2 separate regions of the Pan troglodytes genome follow, and region 1 is linked to region 2. A link is a contact called in public Hi-C data. All regions are on one chromosome and are shown on one strand. The core of a region is the stretch at or near the end of the contact, and the rest is flanking DNA. Distances in the headings are between cores, read along the strand shown.

The links. A called contact is a pair of places that touch in the nucleus more often than the background predicts.
Region 1: a contact with region 2 is called in a Hi-C map of stem cell-derived neural progenitor cells, with 3 times the contacts expected there. The contact joins the promoter of NELFE here to the promoter of LY6G5C in region 2. A contact is called at or near these places in 1 of 7 Hi-C or Micro-C datasets (stem cell-derived neural progenitor cells) and 1 of 1 datasets of contacts at active chromatin or transcription factors (stem cell-derived excitatory neurons).

What each region holds. Positions count from the first base shown.
Region 1 is chr5:37,752,148-37,758,166 of NHGRI_mPanTro3-v2.0_pri, reverse strand. NELFE (negative elongation factor complex member E) reads left to right here and starts at 1,834. Exons shown (of 11, transcript XM_009450939.3): 1 at 1,834-2,035; 2 at 2,473-2,555; 3 at 3,921-3,990; 4 at 4,093-4,238; 5 at 5,642-5,716; 6 at 5,839-5,876. The coding sequence starts at 2,481. SKIC2 (SKI2 subunit of superkiller complex) reads right to left here and starts at 1,805. Exons shown (of 28, transcript XM_001160927.7): 1 at 1,715-1,805; 2 at 1,529-1,632; 3 at 810-919; 4 at 592-709; 5 at 383-497; 6 at 189-263. The coding sequence starts at 1,736. MIR1236 (microRNA mir-1236) reads left to right here and starts at 3,991; the gene lies at 3,991-4,091.
Region 2 is chr5:37,475,157-37,480,770 of NHGRI_mPanTro3-v2.0_pri, reverse strand. It overlaps LY6G5C (lymphocyte antigen 6 family member G5C), which reads left to right and starts at 2,996. Exons shown (of 3, transcript XM_054686760.2): 1 at 2,996-3,216; 2 at 4,198-4,365. The coding sequence starts at 3,096. It overlaps LOC134810192 (a long non-coding RNA gene), which reads left to right and starts at 372. Exons shown (of 3, transcript XR_010157684.1): 1 at 372-1,823; 2 at 2,068-2,239; 3 at 2,527-2,886.

The sequences.
Region 1 (6,019 bases), core at 585-3,084, 280 kb before region 2:
TGCTATGACACTTTCCCGACAGATGACAGTAAAGGTTGTTGTGGAAATTTCCCAACAGCTGACAGTAAAGGTTGTTATGGACGGAATATCTTTTTCTAATTTTCTCAAAAACATGGGAGGGCTAGCAGTAGCCCAGTGATAGCCTGGGCTCTTCCTCCTCAAGGCTCAGACTCAGAGCCCCACCTTACCTTTCTCAAAGTCTATCTCCTCCTCAGCCTCCTCCCGTGTGTTCAGATCTGTTATGGTGGGTTCATCCATCCCCCCTGGGAAGAGACAGGACAGACAGGGATTCATGGGATGAGGGTAATACTAGATAGGTGGGGAACCCTTCCCTGGAGATTAAAGACACCCTCTTCTACCATCCCATCTCCACAAGAGTCACCTGGCCAGAAGGGATACTGAGTTGGATTTCCCCATAAGGACTGGGAGGCTGGCCCTGGAGGCCGGCGAAGAGACAAGGAGGTTGTGGCCGAGAGATTTGTGTTCTCCAGCAAGACCTAAGGCAAGAGATCAGAGCCCCAATGAGGCTGAGCTTGTCTCTGACCACCTCCCCTTCTCCCCAACTGTTTCTCATGACCCCTGACCTCCTACCTCTTTGTAACCCAGTATCTGGCCTGTGGTTGGGTGTCTTTGGGCCTGTAGGTCGGATGGGACTGGGGCTCCCAGGACAGCCAAAAGAGACCAGGGATCCGTCTTCCTCTGCCATTTTCTGGAGAGAAAAATAGTAACTTTTGGGTCTTCTTTCTTCCTCTGTCCCAGCATCCTTCAGGAACCCATCACCCTAGTCTAAGCCCCTCCAGACTCCTCACCGGGCTGAGTGCTCCACACCATGCAGAGGCAGCCAGGCTGGGGATGACAGAAACAACTGTTCTGCTTCTTGCTGCAGATCTGGGGCACAAGGAGGGAGGCCATGGGGAAGCTGAAACAAGGGCAAGATGAGAGGCATTAGGTAAGGAAAGAGGATAAAATGCAGACAAAAGAGGTGATGGGACTTGTGTTCCGATCAGAAATGGCAGATGTGTCAAACAGACTAGGACAATCAGGTTTAGCCAAAAACTACCTGCTACTGAATTACCTGGGGCAGATTTTGGATTTCAGAAACATGGAGGCTGGACCTAGGAATGTGCATTTTAAAAAAGCTCCCTGGCTAATCATGAAGCATGCTGAAATTGGAGACTCGCTGATTTTAGAAAAAGGGGTCCCAGACCTAAGGATGAAGAGTTGGAGGCTCAAAGCCTATCATCTCAGTCACCAAGTGCCCTGGTGCTTGGATACAGAAGGGAGCTCCACGGAGAAATGCCACATTTGAAAGAGCAGCTCTCAAAGCAAAAATATCCCCAGCCCTTTCTGCTCTGTCCTCACACGTACTGCAGGTACACTGGGCTGTAATCTGTCCAGCACCCCTTCGGGCTGGGATGGACAGGAGTACAGGCACAGATGAACAAGGTTAAGCTAGATCCTACTGTGAGGAGGGTGAAGGAGGTTTGGACTCAATGCGGGTCAAAGGTTAGGGTCAAAAGTCACTCACGCTACTCTCTGGAGCTCCAGGCAAGTTCAGCAGCTCCCAGTGCCCCGTGCATCCGAGCTCCACGGCCCGAAGGGGTAGGTCCAGGGGATCTGGAGGAGGTAGCACTACGGGGAAAGGTCAAAAGTCAGGGGTCAAAGTTCATTCCATATCGGCTACTCCGTTCCATTTCCCTCCCCTCCCCCTCACCAAGTCGCTCTGTCTCCATCATCCTGGAGTCACAGCAGCTGCAACAGCCCGGAAGTGCGGCAAGTAGTCGCTGCGAAGTAAGCCCCGCCCTGGAACGGGCGGAAGTAGAGGCAACTTCCGGCACAGCCCCTCCTCGAGCGTGAACTATCGCGGCGGAGGGGCAGACCTGGACCGGTGGAAGGCCGGGCGGAAGTGCGCGCCTGGGGCCGCCTTGGTTACCGCGTTTTCCGCTCCTCGCTACGTCATCGTTGTGAGCCCGCTATCAGCGGCCAGCGCGGGCGCGGCCGGAGACCGTGGGGCCTCCGGTTGCCGCCCCCTCGGGTAAGGCCCTCTGCTCCTCACTCTTCGGCCCTTTTTCTCATAGCCGTTTCTCTGTTCTTCCTCTTTGCGTTGCTCTGCGGGCGCTACGCTGGCTCCGCCGCCTTCTTTGCCGTTCAAACCCCGGGGTTGTCCTTACCCTAGCGAAGGTAGGGGGGTCGGGTGCCATCGTCTTTCCGACGGAGTGGATATTTGTCCCTCCTTGAACCACATGGTACCTAAAGGTGCTGGTGTCTGTGATCCCTGGAGACAGGAGGGAATGCTGGATGATCCCGACCAGCGGGAGCTTGGACAGCAGCCTGGTTTAAGCAAGGGGTAGGGAAAGCCAAAGACAAGAGTAGGCAGACCTGAAGGGGTGGGGTTGGGTACAGTGTGGACGGCGTGTGAACCCCGGGTGGTAACAGTGGAGAAAGATGTCTTGGGCCCTGCCCCTGAACTAGGAGCCACCATGTTGGTGATACCCCCCGGACTGAGCGAGGAAGAGGAGGCTCTGCAGAAGAAATTCAACAAACTCAAGAAAAAGGTGAGGGACTGTGTGTGGACATGGCCTAACCTTTCACAGACTATGCACTCTGAGAAGATATGGGGTGAGTGTGAGCGAATGGGGAAGTTTTTCTGGCCCATACCTAGAGACATATCACCTCACAGTGTAGCTTCAAGAGGTGGGCTTTCCCAAGCCTTGGTGTGGACCTTCTGTCTTTTCTATGCAATTTGCCATGGATTGTCTTCCTTTCCCATGGCTTTTAGTACCGCTTAAGAGCTGATGATCCCCAAGTTTGTTTTTTCCAGTTCTATCCAGTGTTATACTGAAAAACTTCAGATACTCAGTGTTGAAGCTATCATCTTTCTATTCTTGATCTTCCAAATAAGGTTGACTACACCAATTCTGCCACATGTTTGGACTCAAAACTCTGACTTCCCCACTATTTGCATAGTCAAACCTTTGCCAAGTCTTATTGTTTCTTCTTTTGAAGTAATTTTTCCTGTTTATTCTTCACTGTGTATTCCCCCGAGCAGGGCTTTATTGACATTCATGTGGGCCATTGTAATGGTCTCTCAACAAATTTCTCAGTCTTTTTTTTTGAACAGACTTCTTCACTCCTGTTCAAATGATCCATTGAAAACACAAAATTCTGCTCCCTCTGTTTCTCAAAAACCATAAATGGCTTCACATTGTCTATAAAAAAGCTTCAAAACCTTAGTTTGGCAGCCTTGTCTAGTAAAGTAGAACTATTCACTACTTCCAAAACATGCATTCCCAAAGCCTTCTTATCTCTGCATCTTTGCCACCCTGTTTTCTTTTTCTAAAATACCCTTCTCCTCTCTGTGTTGTGCAGAGATACGGGGGAGGGCCTAGTTTAATAGCCATTAAACATCAGAAAATCTTACTAGCTTTCAGCTATGAATAATCTGCACCTCTTATAATTGTATTGCTAACTCACTCAATTTATTTTATTTCTCAGACTGTAAGCTTCTTGAGGGTAGGAACAATGCATTAGCCTCCTGCATATCCCTGTTACGAAGTCATGGCTGGGCCTCATTCAATATGCAGGAAATAGATGGATGAAGCCTCCAGGAAAGGCACATAAACTTATACTTACTTGCAGCTTATATCCTAGGATTCTAGTCCATGATTGAATTATTTGTCTTCAACTTCAAAAATGTAACACTCTGGAAAACCTCTGGGTTCCGTGGTTTGGTTAGATTAGGAATTTCCAGCATCATACATGATCTAGGGGACCAGAGGCAAGAGGCAGAGCACATCAGTGTACCACTCTGAGGGCATCAAGAAAGACGGTCCCTGGAGTGATGTGCCCAGGCGCCTTAGGAGAGGAACCGGCTAGGGGCTGGCCCTCACTTACCTCTCTCTTCTCACCCTTGTTCCCAGAAAAAGGCATTGCTGGCTCTGAAGAAGCAAAGTAGCAGCAGCACAACCAGCCAAGGTGGTGTCAAACGCTGTGAGTGACAGGGGAAATGGGGATGGACTGGAAGTGGGCAGCATGGAGCTGACCTTCATCATGGCTTGGCCAACATAATGCCTCTTCCCCTTGTCTCTCCAGCACTATCAGAGCAGCCTGTCGTGGACACAGCCACAGCAACAGAGCAGGCAAAGCAGCTGGTGAAGTCAGGAGCCATCAGTGCCATCAAGGCTGAGACCAAGAACTCAGGCTTCAAGCGTTCTCGAACCCTTGAGGGGAAGTTAAAGGTGAGCACAAGCAGAAGGATTGTTTAAAGGGCATCCCTCCAAGTTGGAATGTAGATGGGTTTGGGGAAAAATATGCATACTCAAGCACTGGCAAATTGCTGTACCATTCTGAGTTTCACTTCTCATGTATAAAATGAAAAAACTAGACGACTCCTGAATTCTCCATTTTACAAATTCTGTGGTTCTAATCCACTTTGGATTGGAGCTCTTGGAATATGTTGCCCTAAGGGATGGAAAGGGCTGAAAATGTTATCAGGTTCAAGAGAGGTTCAAATAAACTGAATACATAATATATCGAGTCACTTATAAAAAATACCAGCTGGGCGTGGTGGCTCATGCCTGTAATCCCAGCACTTTGGGAGGCTGAGGTGGGCAGATCACTTGAGATTAGGAGTTTAAGACCAACCTGGCCAACATGGTAAAACCCCGTCTCTACTAAAAATACAAAAATCAGCAGTGTATGAGGCCGGGCGCGGTGGCTCACACCTGTAATCCCAGCACTTTGGGAGGCTGAGGCGGGCGGATCACGAGGTCAGGAGATCGAGACCATCCTGGCTAACAAAGTGAAACCCCATCTCTACTAAAAATACAAAAATTAGCCGGGCGTGGTGGCAGGCGCCTGTAGTCCCAGCTACTTGGGAGGCTGAGGCAGGAGAATGGCGTGAACCCAGGAGGCGGAGCTTGCAGTGAGTCGAGATTGTGCCACTGCACTCCAGCCTGGGTGACAGCGAGACTCCGTCTCAAAAAAAAAAAAAAATTAGCCGAGTGTGGTGGTGCACACTTATAGTCCCAGTTACTGAGGAGGCTGAGGCCAGAGAATCACTTGAACCCAGGAGGCAGAGGTTGCAGTGAGTGGAGATCACACCACTGCACTCCAGCCTGGACGACAGAGCAAGATTCTGTCTCAAAAACAAAACAAAATAAGCCACAATGGCAGGTGCGGAAATGGCTCATTCCTGGTTAATTTCAGCACTTTAGGAGGCCGAGGTAGGAGGATTGCTTGAGCCCAGGAGTTTGAGACCAGCCCTGGCAACATAGTGAAACCCTATCTCTACAAAAAAAAAAAGTACAGAAATTAGCCAAGCATGGTAGAGCACATCTCTAGTCCCAGCTACTAGGGAGGCTGAGGTAGGAGGATTGCTTGAGCATGGGAGGTCAAGGCTGCAGCAAGCTACGATTGCTCTATTGCACTCCAGCCTGGACAACAGAGCAGGACCGTGTCTCAGAAAATAAAAAAAAAAAAAATAAGTAAAACCACGTAGTCAAATAAGAAATGTACGTAGAATTAAAAGGGAAGAAAAGATCAGAGGAAACCTAGAAGAGGGTGAGGGAAGAGGAACACCTCTGGTCCATGGTTGGGCAACCTCCTGCTCCACACTGAGGTAGGTCTCTCACCACTCCAGGACCCCGAGAAGGGACCAGTCCCCACTTTCCAGCCGTTCCAGAGGAGCATATCTGCTGATGATGACCTGCAAGAGGTAAAGGCTCCTAATTTCTGTCCCTGAGGGGTTGGGGATGGAGGAATATGAGAGACAAATATATTTTGGACCACATGTCAGCAACTGGAAATCATCTTAACTGTTCTTGGTCTCTTTTACAGTCATCCAGACATCCCCAGAGGAAATCTCTGTATGAGAGGTTAGAGAGTAGAGATAAGACTGGGCCCATTTGGTGGAGTTGATTGCCTGAGTCCTTGGGAGGTTTGGGCTGTAGGAGCTGGGCTATAGAGGGAATATTGAGTCTCCACAGGGTCTGAGGGGAGAAGGTAAAACCCCCCTTTG
Region 2 (5,614 bases), core at 1,747-4,246:
TCTCAGGGCAATCCCCTCCCGAAGCCCAGCCTCAGCCTCGCAAAGCCTCTAGTCGTTGGCCTTTTCGTTGCGATTATATTCGAGAGGGAGCTTCAGAGGGCGCCGTGAAGTTCCCCTGTGCTTCCCCTTTGCCCTTTGCCCTCTTCGCTTCAAGAGGAGCCCTGGCTCTCTTATTTTTTTTATTTTATTTTATTTTATTTTTTTTTGAGACGGAGTCTTGCTCTGTCGCCAAGCTGGAGTGCAGTGGCGCGATCTCGGCTCACTGCAACCTCCGTCTCCCGGGTTCAAGCGATTCTCCTGCCTCAGCCTCCTGAGTAGCTGGGACTACAGGCAGGCGCCACCACTCCTGGCTAATTTTTGTATGTTTAGTAGAGACGGGGTTTCACCATATTGTCCAGGATGGTCTCGATCTCTTAACCTTGTGATCCGCCCAGCTCGGCCTCCCAAAGTGCTGGGATTACAGGCGTGAGCCACGGAGCCCGGCCCTCTGATTCTTTTTGTCTATCACTCTGTGCACTCATTCATTCAAGACATTTATGTAGGTGCCCCGCGTTCCTCTGCAGTTCTCCACTACTCTGGCTTTTCTCTAATACAATTTATTTTGTGTTATTATTTCTTTAAGACAGAGTCTCACTCTGTCGCCCAGGCTGGAGTGCAGTGGTGCGATCTCGGCTCACTGCAACCTCTGCCTTCCAGGTTCAAGAGATTCTCCTGCCTCAGCCTCCCGAGTAGCCAGGACTACAGGCGTGCGCCACCACACCTGGCTAATGTTTTTGTATTTTTTGATAGAGACGGGGTTTCACCATGTTGCTCAGGCTGGTTGCGAACTCCTGACCATGAATGATACCTCCACCTTGGCCTCCCAAAGTGCTGGGATTACAGGCGTGAGCCACCAGGCCCGGCCAATTTATTTTATTTTTAAAGTATTATCATTTTTGTTATTTGAGACAGCAGTGGCGCGATCACTGCAGCCTCGACCTCCTGGGTTCAAGTGATCCTCCCACCTCAGCCTCCCGAGTAGCTGGGACTACAGGCGCATGCCACCACACCCCGCTAATTTTTTTCAACTTTTTTTTGTAGGGATGGGGTCTCGCTATATTGCCCAGGCTGGTCTCGAACTCTTGGGCTCAAGAGATCCTCCCTCCTTGGCCTCCCAAAGTAATGAGGTTTCAGTCGTGAGCCACTGCACCTGGCCTAACACAGTTTTTTGTTTTTGTTTCTGTTTTTGGTTTTTTTGAGACGGAGTCTCGCTCTTGTTGCCCAAGCTGGAGTGCAATGGCACGATCTCGGCTCACTGCAACCTCCGCCTCCCGTGTTCAAGCGATTCTCCTGCCTCAGCCTCCCAAGTGGCTGGGATTACAGGCGCACGCCGCCACGCCCGGCTAATTTTTGGTATTTGTAGTAGAAACGGGGTTTCACCATGTTAGCCAGGCTGGGCGCGAACTCCTGACCTCAGGTAGTCCACCCGCCTTGGCCTCCCAAAGTGCTGGGATTACAGGCGTGAGCCACCGCAGTCCGGCTCTAATATAGTTTTTAAATTCATTCATTCCAAGGCTTTTGGGAGGCGCTCAGTGGCGTGCAGTTTCCTCTCGAATTTCTTTCTTCCCGCAGTCTTTCTGGGCGGGCGTCTCCCGTCTGTTTCTTCCCATCTTCCCCCTTATCATCCTGGGACTGGATAATTCTTGAATAGTCTGGGAGGTAGCAGGGAACCCGAGTTCGGAGCCTCGACCAGAACCTCCAGACGGGAAATTGGAGCAGGTGGTGTCGTTCCTGGACGCTGAGGACCCCCTCCTCCCCTAACGCACAGCCCAACGATCCTAAAAGTAAAAACCCTGAGTTTCTGAGTCAAGACTGAGCTGGTGGGGTGGGGACCGAGTAGGCGAGGATGGGGAGCCCAGCGGGTCCCCAGCGGAGAAAATGGGTGAGACGCCTGGGGCCGCGGTCTCCAGAATTCGCCTGGGAGGGAGAATGGCGCTACGGCGCCGCCTTCCTGGGGAGCCGCTTCGGGCTCCGGATATCCGCTGGGGCCCGACGCTTGGGTCCCGACGCGCGGTTCGCACTTTCCAGGTTTCTTCCCCAGGGAACAGAGCTTGAGCGGGGGGCCACCCCCCCGTCCTACCGGAGTTCTGAGGTGCGGTCAGGCGCGGAGAGCGGACGCCCAGCGCCAGATTCTGTGGGCTCCGGAGTTCAGGCCCACTGAGCCGCAGCTGAGCACAGGCGGGGCAGGAAAAAGGATGAGGTGAGGGAAGGCGCTGGGTTCCTGGAACCCCAAGGGGGCACTGAGCTGAGTACGTATCGCTTGGGATCCAGGTGTCCTTGTTTTAGGATGTCTGACAGGTGTCCCCAGGGTATGAGAAGTGGGACTGGGCACCCCCTATTTGCTTTTTTTTTTTTTTTTTTTTGAGACAGACCACATGTTTCCTATCTTGGAAAATGGTACCACTTCCTTGTGCAAGCCTACCCCTGTTCCCTCACCCCTCGTTCAGTCCAACAGCAAATCTGTCCAGTCTTCTAACTGTATCTCAGGTTCATTAGCCCCGCTTCCTCGTCCCTGCTCGTCTTCTGCCGGACCAGTCCGCCATCTTGTGACCGGACTCGGGAATAGCGTCCTACTTCCCGGCGGCCTCCACTCTTGACCCAAATGCAATGTGCAGCCATGGCAATCTTTTATAAACAGAAATCCGATCAAGTTACTCCTCTGCCGAAATCCCTCTGGTCAGTGGTTTAACTGTCGAGGTGCTCCTGGCAGCACTCTGCCCTCCCCACATCATTGCTGGTGGACTTGTCTCCCCTACTAGACTGTGCCCTGTGAGGGTGGAGACTGTGCAGGGTTGTATCCCCAACACCTGATGCAGTGATTCAATAAACATCTGTCCAATTAATAGGAAAGACAGTTCCTTTTCTCATTCCCCTATTGCTGGTCCCCTGCCCTCAAGCAGGATGTTATGCCCCAGAGTGGCTGTGGGTGCGAACATTCTGCCCCTCTGGCTGGTCTGGCACGGATTTCCACCCTGAGCTGGTGTTGCCTCTCTCCTTCCTCTTGGCCAACCTCTCTTCCACCAATATAAGCCCAAACTGGAGGCCAGCAGGCAGTCATGCGTTTTATGGCAGGCCCTGCAGGGAGCCAGAGTCTGGGTCCCCTGTGCTTCCACAGCAGCCCCCAAGCCCTCTACACGGTCCTCTTAATAGTGCTGGTCATGATGAGCTTGGTGTTTGGTAAGTGGCTCCAAGGGTTCAGAAGGGTCTCCTGGCCTGGATGGAGAAACCCACAGACACCAAGTGTCTGGGTACACCTGTCCAGGATGCTCAGGTAAACCCATGCAGGAGGAGAGATGGGACAGATGGGTTTGGTAGGGAATGCCTGCTCATGGACTGATGTGCAATCTGAAGATTTTTAAAAATTTATTATTATTATTATTTTTGAGATGGAGTCTCGCTCTGTATCCCAGGCCGGAGTGCAGTGGCAAGATCTCGGCTCACTGCAACCTCCACCTCCTGGGTTCAAGCGATTCTCATGCCTCAGCCTCCCGAATAACTGGGATTACAGGCATGAGCCACCAAGCCCAGCTAATTTTTGTATATTTAGTAGAGACGGGGTTTCACCATGTTGGCCAGGCTGGTCTCGAACTCCTGACCTCAGGTACCTGCTCGCCTTGGCCTCCCAAAGTGCTGGGATTACAGGCGTGAGCCACCGCACCCCTCTGAAGGAGATTTCTAGTGACCACCCCAGGGCTGTCTCACTTCACAGCAGTGACCTGAATAGAGATACTGAAGGAATCCTCTCCGGATCTGAGGGCAACATAGAATAGGGAGGGTTAGGGAGTGTGCTGGATGAGAAAACCAGAATCCACAGGATAGAACAAGACTGAGTCCAGCCTGCTGGGCTCCCCACTTGGCTGCAAAGCACCAGCCACAGAGACATAGGATTCAAAGTGTTGGTTTAGCACTTTCCTCTGCCTAACACCAAGTGCTCTGCTGGGTCTGGGGATTTGTTAACATGTGGTCTGGCCTTAGGACCAGAGGAAAAGGGGGATGTATGTGTATGCAATTGGGGAAGGAAGCAGAGAATTGGGGCTTTGATGGTTTTCTGAGACAGGAAGGGAGGGAGGAGTGGGGTTGAGTGGCCTAGAATCAGGCAGTGGTAGGGTGTGAGGTAGAATGGGGTGTGAGTGGGGTCAGCACTTCTCTGTGTTCTAGGTAAGTTTGTTCCTGTCAATTGGGAACCCCCTCAACCACTTCCATTCCCCAAATACCTGCGCTGCTACCGATGCCTCTTGGAGACCGAGGAGTTAGGGTACCTTCTGGGATCTGACATCTGCCTCACCCCGGCTGGCAGCAGCTGCATCACTCTCCACATAAAGAACAGTAAGTGGCCTTCTCCTGTCATGGGCCCAGCACTCTCCCAAACGGAAACTCTCTCAGCCTCCTAAGCTGCACCCCAAGTCTTGTTCCCATAATCCCATAAGACATTGCTCCAATCCTGTCTTTTTTTTTTTTTTTTTTTTTTGCTGCTCTGTCACCCAGGCTGGAGTGCAGTGGCGCAATCTTGGCTCACTGCAACCTCCACCTCCCCAGTTCAAGCAATTCTTGTGCCTCAGTCTCCCAAGCAGCTGGGATTAAAGGTGCACGCCACCACGCCCAGCTAATTTTTTGTATTTTTAGTAGAGATGGGGATTCACCATGTTGGCCAGGCTGGTCTCGAACTCCTGACCTCAGGTGATCCACCCACCTTAGCTTCCCAGAGTGCTGGGATTACAGGCGTGAGCCACCGTGCCCAGCCTCTCTTCCCTTTTCTTCAGAGCCACACTCTGTCTCCACTTCCACTAACCTTCTCTCCTCAATCTGTAGCTGAATAGCTTCTACCCTATCAAGGTGCGCAGCTTTGACGGGGACCCTCCAGATCTCCAGGTGCCCTTGCCTGTCCTCAAGCTGTCTGCTTCCGCATCTGTCTGCAGTTACTGCTGGTGTTGCTCTTCTCCTGCATCCTCCACGGCTTCTTCAGTCTCCTTCATGGAGCGTTTTCTCTCTGACCCTTAGTGGTTCATGTTCACCAAGGTTTGGTCCTTAGCTGTCTTCCCACTTCATATACTCAAAAGCAGAGGATTTTATCTGCTTTGCTGGCTTCAACCAGCAGCCACATACCACTTCCTTCTGAATCTGAATGTTATGTCAAACCGCTCTCCTCATATCCCGTTGACCACTGGACATCTCCCTCGCTGAAAATTGACTCCTTCCCGATGCCTGCTCTTCCACCGACCCCCCACCTTTCTTAAGTTAGCAAAAATGTAACACATAATATGTGCTAGGCACTGTTCTAAACACTTGCAATCCGCTGAGGCAGGTATTATTACTATCTGCATTTTACAGATGAGGGAACAGGTGCAGAAAGGTCATAACCTTGCCTGAGTCTCACAGATGCTGAGCCAGAATTTGTGATGGCTCCAGAGATGGTGCTCTCAACAACCACTGCATGCAGCTGCCTGTGTTCAAATCCTCTTACTACCCTTTTAACATAGCCGATGCACAGATGTGGGTCAAATATCAGAGTATACAATACCATCAAACCAAAGTCTCCCGCTACTACCCTAACCCACCTGGCTCCCCTGCACATGTG